Linked DNA regions of Sus scrofa: region 1 is linked to region 2. The links are chromatin contacts, called in public Hi-C maps. All regions are on one chromosome and are shown on one strand. The core of a region is the stretch at or near the end of the contact, and the rest is flanking DNA. Distances in the headings are between cores, read along the strand shown.

Evidence for each region. A called contact is a pair of places that touch in the nucleus more often than the background predicts.
Region 1: a Hi-C map of liver shows a contact between it and region 2, with 4 times the contacts expected there. The contact joins two enhancer-like sites. A contact is called at or near these places in 2 of 47 Hi-C or Micro-C datasets (embryonic fibroblasts and liver).

The regions. Positions count from the first base shown.
Region 1 is chr13:181,465,000-181,469,803 of Sscrofa11.1, reverse strand. No RefSeq gene overlaps it. Among named protein-coding and RNA genes, the nearest start is that of MIRLET7C, 160 kb to the right of the region's middle. Within about 2 kb of position 1,368, at least 1 of the 83 cell types and tissues checked has an H3K27ac peak or open chromatin away from gene starts, as enhancers often do. A contact at or near this core is called in liver, where this site is marked.
Region 2 is chr13:181,295,552-181,300,241 of Sscrofa11.1, reverse strand. It overlaps a transcript of LOC106508546 not described here. Among named protein-coding and RNA genes, the nearest start is that of MIR99A, 4.6 kb to the left of the region's middle. Within about 2 kb of position 1,656, at least 41 of the 83 cell types and tissues checked have an H3K27ac peak or open chromatin away from gene starts, as enhancers often do. A contact at or near this core is called in liver, where this site is marked.

The sequences.
Region 1 (4,804 bases), core at 119-2,618, 170 kb before region 2:
GTGGCACATTCATTCATGGAAGGGTATGGCCCACAATAAAGGGACTTTTATTATAACAATCATCCATATTGTGGAAAGCTAGAAAAGGATAAAAATATGTATGTTCTAGTCAGATTAGTCTCACAACACAGATGACATTTGCTTGTGGAAGTTTCTCTTGAAAGGTTTTTCCTGACACAGAGCTAAGTACATGTGGGACACAGCTGAAGAGGAGCTGAATTGCCACACGCCTATTCTGATTCCCAAACTGATTTACCTCTACTGGTCCTGCAACATGGACCCCAAGAGTGAGGCTTCATTGTGGCGACGTCGTTGCCATTCTTTCCATCATTAAAGCGTGAATAAAGATCCAACGTTTCAGTTAAATGAGAAGGAGAACACAGTAGGGTTGTTTCTAAGATTAAAATCTCATCTAATTAGCATGAGGAGAAAGGAAAACTGAAACACTGAAAAATTTTGTAGTACTTTTGAGATCTGAAAGAATACTGTTAATGTCTCATTTAGAATTATTGGGCAATCAAATCTTGTTACATATTTTGAAAACCTTCTTTGTAAAGAATCTGGTTAGTCCACAGATTCATCACATGAATGCTGTTTACATTCTGAGAAAGAATGAAAAATTGTTCACTGTCATTTGAAAATTTCTGAAGAAGAGTTTGGCTTTGCCCACTCTTGCCCGCCCTCTAGAACATTGCCAGAAACAATAGCAAATACTGCAACACATTTGGAGTTCATTACTCCAGTCTGACACCAAGTGACCTAGACTTAAACTTGAATGAAAGATAAGGACAGTCTAAGGTATTGTACTTAGGTCCTGTCTACCACTTTAAAAATACTGGCTCCAAAATATTTAAGTGATTTATATAAATAATATTAAATTTATCTCACATAAAGCTATTGTATAACACAAAAATGGAAGAATTCTGTTGATTTAGGAAAAACATTAAATTATTAAATTAATGATTATTGAATTTTTAATTTCACCTTATGTTTTTGTTAGTGTAACTTTTTCTTGCCAAAAAATTCTCTTCCATCTGGATCTTTGATTCTTACATGTTATTGTATCTGAGATTAATACTGCTTAACCTTCAGTGGTTTGATAAACATTTGTCTTATCTATTTGCTGCCCACTTCTTTATTTTTAATGTTTCTATTGTATTTATCTTGTTTCTTTGCTTTCATCAGGTGATTTGGAGATTATATATCCTATTTTCATTCTTCCATTTCCCTATGAGTACAAATATTGAATACGTAGTGCAGTTTTATATCAATATCTAAAATGCATCGCTAACTATAACCTCTTCCCAATTAAGGCAAGGATTTTATCATGCTTTTTTTACTTGCCTATTTCCCTTCACCTTTGCCAACACCCCTGTCCTGTTTACTTAGCTAGCTGCTGTTACACATTAACATTTAGTTGGTACAAGACATAAGTCGTACTTGTTTCTTTGCTTACCATTTTCCTTTGTATCCCAAGTAATCTTCTTTCTTGAACTTTCTTATTGTTTATTTTGTTTTCTTTTGCTCTAGAAATGTTTTTTGAGAGGCTTATCAGTAATTGTGAGCCGCCCTCCTCCCCACCTCAGTAAAATATGCTTTCTCCCCTCATACTCCTTTATTCTTTGATTCCAAACTTGGAATGTACTGGAGTCATTCCTACATATAATAATAGTCAACATTCTCATGACTTAAAATAATTTTTTCCCTAACTAAGCCCAGTGTCAAAACACATGTCTATGTTTTAAGATAACCTGGATAGATTTTAATTTATATCATAATTTTCATAGAAGAATCTCCCCCAAAGCAAGTTGAGTTTTTGAGTTAGAAGCAAGAACATTGGGCAACAGAAAATCTCATGCTCAGGCTGAATCTACTGATTAGTTCTGTGATGTTGAGAAAAATATTAGATTTTTATCAAACTAAATCTCTTTGTTGGAAAAATGAGCAATTTTCAATTTTGATAGTCTCTAATGTTCTGTGTAAATCTGAATTAGAATTTTTTAAATCTTTTTTTTAATTAGACTGTAGTTGATTTACAGTGTTCTGTCAATTTATATTGTACAGCATAGTGACCCAGACATACATATATATATATTCTTTTTCTCACATTATCTTCCATCAAGTTCTATCCCAAGAGACTGAATATAGTTCCCTGTGCTATAGAGTAGGACTTCATTGCTTTAATATATTTGGGCAGGATGATATGTTGCATTAAAATGCTACTTTATCTGAATGTCTAGAATTGGTCCTGCTCTAGTTTGTGTTTCTATGATTTGATAGTTTAAATTCTGAATGCCACAAAAATAAAGACTAAAGACAATATTGTGGCATTTAATATATTTACATAATATAGGTATATGATAAGTAGTCCCCAAATTTATGAATATTATTGTTTCAAATAGCTTTGTATTATCTAAAAATATATCATGGAAGTCAGTTGAAGAATATGTTAAATGCCTGTAATTTCACATATATTAAAATATCAGGCTTTAACTAAAAATAGAGCAAAAATAAATCCTAAATATTTAACAAACTGAAAGCAAAAAAAATTACATCGAAAGTCCTTTACCATAAAGCTGAATTTTCAGTGCTTATTTTTTCCCTTAAAAAATGGCAAAAGGCATTGTGCTCAATGAGAAGAAAAAGATAAAAAAAAACAGAAAGAAAGCAACTTTATTTACCAGAAAATCCTTGTTGATCTGCAGATAAAGTGAAGTAAAATCACTCATCATCAGGATTAGTTCTAACAGCATCTGCAGAAACCAAAGGAGAGCCATGATGTGACAGCTCTTTTGAAAACCTCCGTCAGAGTCATCTGCTTCCTCTCGTTATGTCTTTCCTCTTCAACTATTTCCTCAGCCTGTACATCTGGAGAATCTCCTGTTCTGCAGTAAGTTATCTTTGTTTCATGAAATCTGTGCAATTTGTACAACACTTTCAACTATCTTTAAAATAGACAACACCCTGTCTGGGTCACACAGATTGGACCACTGAGTGAATACGTAGCATTCTTTTTAGCCCTTTTGACAATGGATAAGGCCACCATCACAAGGCATTGGGTTCATTTAAAATTGGTGCCACATCATAGGGTTCACAAATCACAATGACATAAAAAGAAGTATTATTTTTACCCCTCTCCACACCCACCTTATTCTTCATCTATCCTTCTAGCACTCTATAGCAAGCATTTCAGTTCTGCATATATGTAAATTAATTCTTAAATGATTACAGGGCCATGGTGGCTTCTTAAATAGGTGATAATTTTTTAAAGATATTTTTAAAAAGTCAGTATTTGGAGTTGTATAATCCTTAGACTCCTGAAAACGAATCTCTACTGTCAATTATTTGTAGGCTGAAGTAAAAGAACTGGCCTTGACTCTCAGATGGAATAGATAAATATCAAACATATGGTTGGTTTTTATAACCATATAATCCAACTTAAAAACAAGAATGTACCAACAGAAACTAAAAAGATCAGCATAAAACTTTTGTCACAATAGGCAGGTCCTTTTAAAAGAAGATGGCAAATGTTTAGGTCCATTTACACTGACTTGCTTGCATTGGCTTCAGAAGAATAAAGATAAAAAATACGGGCAAGAATAATCTTTAAGAAAATATAACTAGTTCAGAAGTATTTACTTTGTAGAAATAAAGTCCCAGGGGCAGAAATACAGTGACCACAGGTATGTGAGCTTGTAAAAAATCTAGTTAAAGGAGAAGGCACAGTATCACTAAATCAAATCATAAGGTCTGACCACTGAGATGTTCAGTTTGCTACAACTCAGAACTCCAGGGAGAAAATGGTTCATGATGAACAATCCATTATCCTTAGATTATTTGGAGCAATAAAACACCTGAAATATTTCAAAATGAAGTCATAATTCTGATTGTCAAAAGTTTCATCTCATTTAAACTAAACAATCAATTACCACATGTGCTTTAAAATACATGTTGTTACTTAACTTGGGTCTTTGGAAGCAGGTGAATTGAGAGTGGACAGTTAAGTTCCTCCACTTAATCTTCAACCTTTTCCTTGTGTCTCTGTATTGCTAATACAAATCTTAAGCCAGAGCATGTTTGTTCTTCAAGGTCTGTAATAGCAGGTACAAATCAGCTCTGCTATGTTGACAGCCTTAATTGAATATGCTCAACATTAGATTAAAAAATTAAAAGTATAATTCCTTTCACCTTGCAGGGATGTTTTAAAGTTAATTATATAAGCCAAAAGAGAGGAAACAATCAACCTCACCACGTATTAGGAATCATTTTCATCATTACCCATCATTCTTTAGGAATCATGTCATATGATTTATTACCTAAGTGTTCAAACATTTTCTTTTTTGTCAAAGTTTATTACCAAATGGTCTATGTAAAATATAGTAAGATTTGTCTCCTTGCGGTGAAACTTAGTTTATCATTTAAAATTTAAAAATCCAGGAGAGACTTAATTCGATGCTACACAATTATGGAAGGAGAAAGTGCAGACGTGAGTGTATTAGAAAATATCCTTCCCTCTCTGTTAGCTTGTGTCTGGGGTTCAACCCTTTATAGAGTATTTTTCCTTCCCCATAGTGTCAGCACCCCTAATTTCATTTGGGATATGCTTGTTTTTCAAGACAGAAGGTAAGATTTTCCTTTTTGTTGTTTAATTTTTTTTAATGTTTTAAAGAACTCTATAAAAGTAATCAGCATACACATTTTTAAATATTAAAATGCAGATAATGATTCCATTAATCCCGTCTTTCTGTCCTTACCTTTTAGTCTTTCTCCTCAAAGGCAGTTGCCTTCAACAGTGTATCTGCTG
Region 2 (4,690 bases), core at 407-2,906:
TTTCCTTGAATGTTATCAGTATATTAGGTATTTGTTATTTCCCACAATTCTTTGTAGAATTAAAAAAAGGTAGAATTTATAAGTTCTACAGTATTTTCTCATTGTTTATATATTTTTATTACAATAAAATATGATTTTAAAAGCAGAACAGTTTGCTTAAAGTTTATTATTTTTATGGAAAATATAGTATCAATTCTTAACATGAAAATTATACTCTATATACGCTATGTACTTAAAAACATTTTCTCTCTTTAACAATTTTAAAACATGTTTTGAAACAGTTTTAATGGAAATTAAAATAGGTGGAATATATCAGCTAATCCTTTCTCATTGAACCAGGAAAAACTGGGTTTTTGTTATAAAATGCTTCAATTGCTTAGCAATTTACTTCTACAAACAGACAAAATAATTAGAATGCAATGCATTTATCTGCTGATCCAATACACTGCTTTAAACTAAAAACAAGTTTGTATGTACTTTTTCTACTAAAATAATAGATATTTCCAACACTCTCAGCAATAGCTCTAAGACAAATTATTCTTTTAAATATATTTTAACAGTCAGTATTATTGTGGAAAAAGCTTTTTTCTACTTAGCAACTGAGAACATGATATTTTCATCTCTATTTGTTACACTGAAATCCTGGTAAGTAATTTAAATATAGCCTCCCCCAAACTAAATTTTATTTATCAGAAGTTTAATATATATTCTAACACGACCTCTTTTTTGAAGTTGAAAAAGTTTCTTCTTTCACATTTTAAATTATGAGTCAACGGCACATGAAAGGTTTAGTTTCTTTACCAACCAGGGCTAAATGCTCACTTTTCTTAGACAGCAAAAACTAATACTGTACACAATAAGCACAGATAATATATTAATGTTTTTCCAAAACTTCTATGTATAACAAAAATAAAAACAGGTACCATCTTTTGCATAGAGATTTTTCTATTTTTACTAAAGTTTCTATTCTAATCAGGATTAGAGCAAGAGAGCAAAAGGAAAAAGTTAATAAGAGTAAAGTGGGTGATGAGTTAAATCAGAGTAAATTGAAAGTTCAAGGATCCCCTTTTACATAACAGTAGGCTTAAAAAGAAACAACAAAAAAAAGTTATACCTGATATGAAAGGTGCGATTTCACCAAGAGCAATATATTGCTTATTATGCCATGTTTTGGAAATAATACAAAATAAAGAAGGCTCATTTGCTTATGTTGCCTTACAAAGCTGCTTTACAAAGCCCGATGTCTCTGTAGTTATACAAGCCAATGTTGGCTTTTTTTTTTTTTTTTTTTTGGTTTGTTTTGGTTTGGATTTTTGTTTGTTTGTTTTTGTTTTTGTTTTTGAGCAGGAGCGTCTCTTTCTCTCTCTCTCTCTTTTTTTCCCAGCACTGTTGCAAGGAGTAGGACAAACTCAGATTTTTTTTTCTTCATGGCTCCTGCTATTTCTTGGAAAAAAGGACCAGGGTGCTTGTCTTCTTTTTCTTGCTTCTCGGTATTCCAGGCACAAAGCACTGCGCAGAAGCTGCACCAATCCTTGCCGTCCCTGGCAGCAGAATGGTAGAAGGTGGGAGAGACCAGGAATCCTTCCAGGCTGTGCTGACTTTAGAAATGAGGATTGCACACGTTTGTCTCCTGAACCAAAAGGGTGAGAAGGCAGGGTGCCAGTTTGCTACACTGCTGCAATGATCTCATGCTCACTGCTGCTGTCGTCCTGTTTGCCCAGTTCAAATGCCTGTTCATTATAAACCAAAAAAAAAAAAAAAAAAAAAAACCTACTTGGATTCTTCAGCAAGCAGAAAGGGTATTAACGTTTTAAAAAATCAGCGGTAAGAAAAGGCAAAAAAACAAAAAAAGCACACACAATTTTAGGATTCACTTGTTATGCCTCAATATTCTGTTTATATGTTCTTTCTTTCTTTCTTTTTTTTTTTTTTCTATTTAGAGATAAGCAGCAGAATTTATCAGGCGTGAAAGGGACAGCCTCCTGGTGGCCTGCCAAAAACCCAGAATAAAGGCGAAGTTGTGCTTCAAAGCTCAGTCGCTTGCTGAGTCTGGCTAAAGTCAAGTATTAAGATCCACCATTTTCTGAGCCATGCTAGAAAAGAAGAAAAAAGTCAGGACGGTTGCTGCTTTCCAAGTCTCCGTTGGCACCATCACAAAATCTCAGTCGTAAGGTCACATGATTCTCTGCCAAATGTAGAGTGCATTCCCATCAACCATTCTGCTGATACTGCGAAGGCAGCTATTGTCTCGTTTAGACCCAAAGTTCAGCCCACTCTTCATTGAATTAGCTGAAAAACGCATCACCTTTGGGGGCTGGGAGTCATGGAAACGTCTACCTGGCAAGCTGCCCACTTTTTCTGCCCATCAACCAGAGATGGAATTGTGCTGCCTAATGCAATGATGACTTGGAATGTGAAGAGTCGTCCAAAGTGAATCTGATTCTTGCAACGCCTGTTTCAGTTTGCACAGAAAACTCTGGCTTCTTGTAGTTAAGGGTGTGTGTGTGCTGGGGGGGAATCCTTCAGACTAAATGTAGCAAATAAAGGTCTGAACATGCCTACTCCGTAACTTTATTTCACAACACAAATGGTTCTCAAAGGAAAAGACTGAAGTCTCTGCAAGTTTTCCCTTCCCCTGCCCCCTTTTCCTTTCTGAGTGAATGCAACAAGCCCAGGACGTTTGTTTTAGTCCCTTGCATTAAGATTGAAAAGCTCTTGAGTTTTGTCTTGCTTTTTATTACTTTCTGATTTTTATCTGGCACCAGTTTTGTACTACACGGCCACAATATCCTCCAGCAGCAGTGGGGATGCATTATTGCTTCAATCTCCGTCAAAGTGGTCCCCTGAGGGATGCCAGTTGTCTCTTCAACCGCGCACACCCCTGCAACTGGGTCCTGGGGTAATCCTCAGCAGTACCTAGCACAGCTGCTGTGCAAGTTTGCTAAGATTTGACTCATGGAAGAAGTGCTCTTTCTGTTCCTTCACCAGCTACAGTTTTCCTGTGTGGCGTGAAAGATCCCGTTGAAAGATACAAGGAATGTATCAACAGCTTCTAGGCAATCAAATGAAAGGGTTCCCTCACCTCAATGGATTTCCATTCTCACAGGCGACAGAAGTTCCCGTGGACAAACATTTCCATACTTTCTAACAAAAGTACAGTGAATGAAATCTTTCACCATTTCCTTAAGCAAAATCTATAGCTCAGTGGGAAAGCAAGTGCTATTAGTATTTAAGCGAAACATACTCAGTAGTACCAAAAAGAATTATGGTTGCCTTTCCTGCATTAAAAAATGCTTCAGTTTTTCTAAGATGGGGAATCTTTATAATTATCTTTGCACAATTTTAAAATTATATTCAGTGCCTTACAAAACTATGGATGAATGTTATCCCTCCTCCATGTACAGACACTCACATATAGACATATATATTGCACAATACCAGACAAAGACTGGAAAAGGTAATCAAACCATTACTTGCCTATAAAAAAATAAACAAAACCAAAAGAATTCAAGGATCTAGCAAATATCTTGGAAACGGTCTCTGGTCTTTTTTGAGTTATGGTCTTTGAGTCACTTTCTTGAGGAAGGATAGGAGTGAGTATGCATACACGCACATGCATGGAAACCATTCTGATGTTTTCCCCATATGTAATTCAGAATACAAACAATTCTAAACCATAAAATAAAAACTTACACATGTGCTGAAATTAAAAATTTGCTTTTTTTTTCTAGATTGCAAAATTGTGGATAAATTTTAGTACTGTCCTAAGCACATGCCTTGGAGTGCCTGGTGGGGGAACAAGCCCAGCCAACACATGTGCCCCATGCTTTAGCACAGCCAGAAGAAAGTAGATAAGTCCTCACAGAAAGAAAATGTTGTGTTCTCGTTCACTTATTCAGCAATTATTTAAGTAGGTGTATGTGGCCAGGCTGTGTGATAGACACAGGGGAACAGCAATGAGTCAAATGGACATGCCCCCAGGTGGGAGTCATTCAGGAAGAACTTTCAAGTAAGAAAAGCTCACTTCTTCACAGAAGTGTTGTGGGTCCTGAAGGAGCATTTATTGCTCATCAAGAAACACAATGATAAGAATAGGAAATTGGAAGAAAAGTAGATATTAAAAAATGGATTACAGATAGAGATGATTTCTGTCATCTTGCGTTTTTTTTTTTTTTTTTTTTTTTTTTGCTGTTTAGGGCTGCACTGGCAGCATATGGAAGTTATCAGGCTAGGGGTCAAATGAGAGCTACAGCTGCTGGCCTATGTCACAGCCACAGCAATGCAGGATCCGAGCTGCATCTGTGACCTACACCACAGTTCACTGTGTGAGACCAGGGATTGAACCCGCATCCTCATGGATATTAGTTGGATTTGTTTTCACTGTGCCACAACAGGAATTCCTGTCTTGCTATTTTAAAGTTTCTCTTTTTAATACAAAATATATTAATCAGTTTGTCATAATTATGTTTGATCCCTAAAAGTACCTCATGTGAAAAGTGTTATGTTGCTCTCCCAATTAAAAAGCAAAAACAAAAGCAGAAGACAGAGGAGATGTTCACTTCCAGAGAGATAGAGTAGGTGTAGTTTTACCCAAATCCTCCTAAGTACAACTCAAATCCCTGAACATTGCATATAATAAAACAAACATAGGGAGACTCTGAAAGATGGAGAGAAGATAATCCAGTTAGGG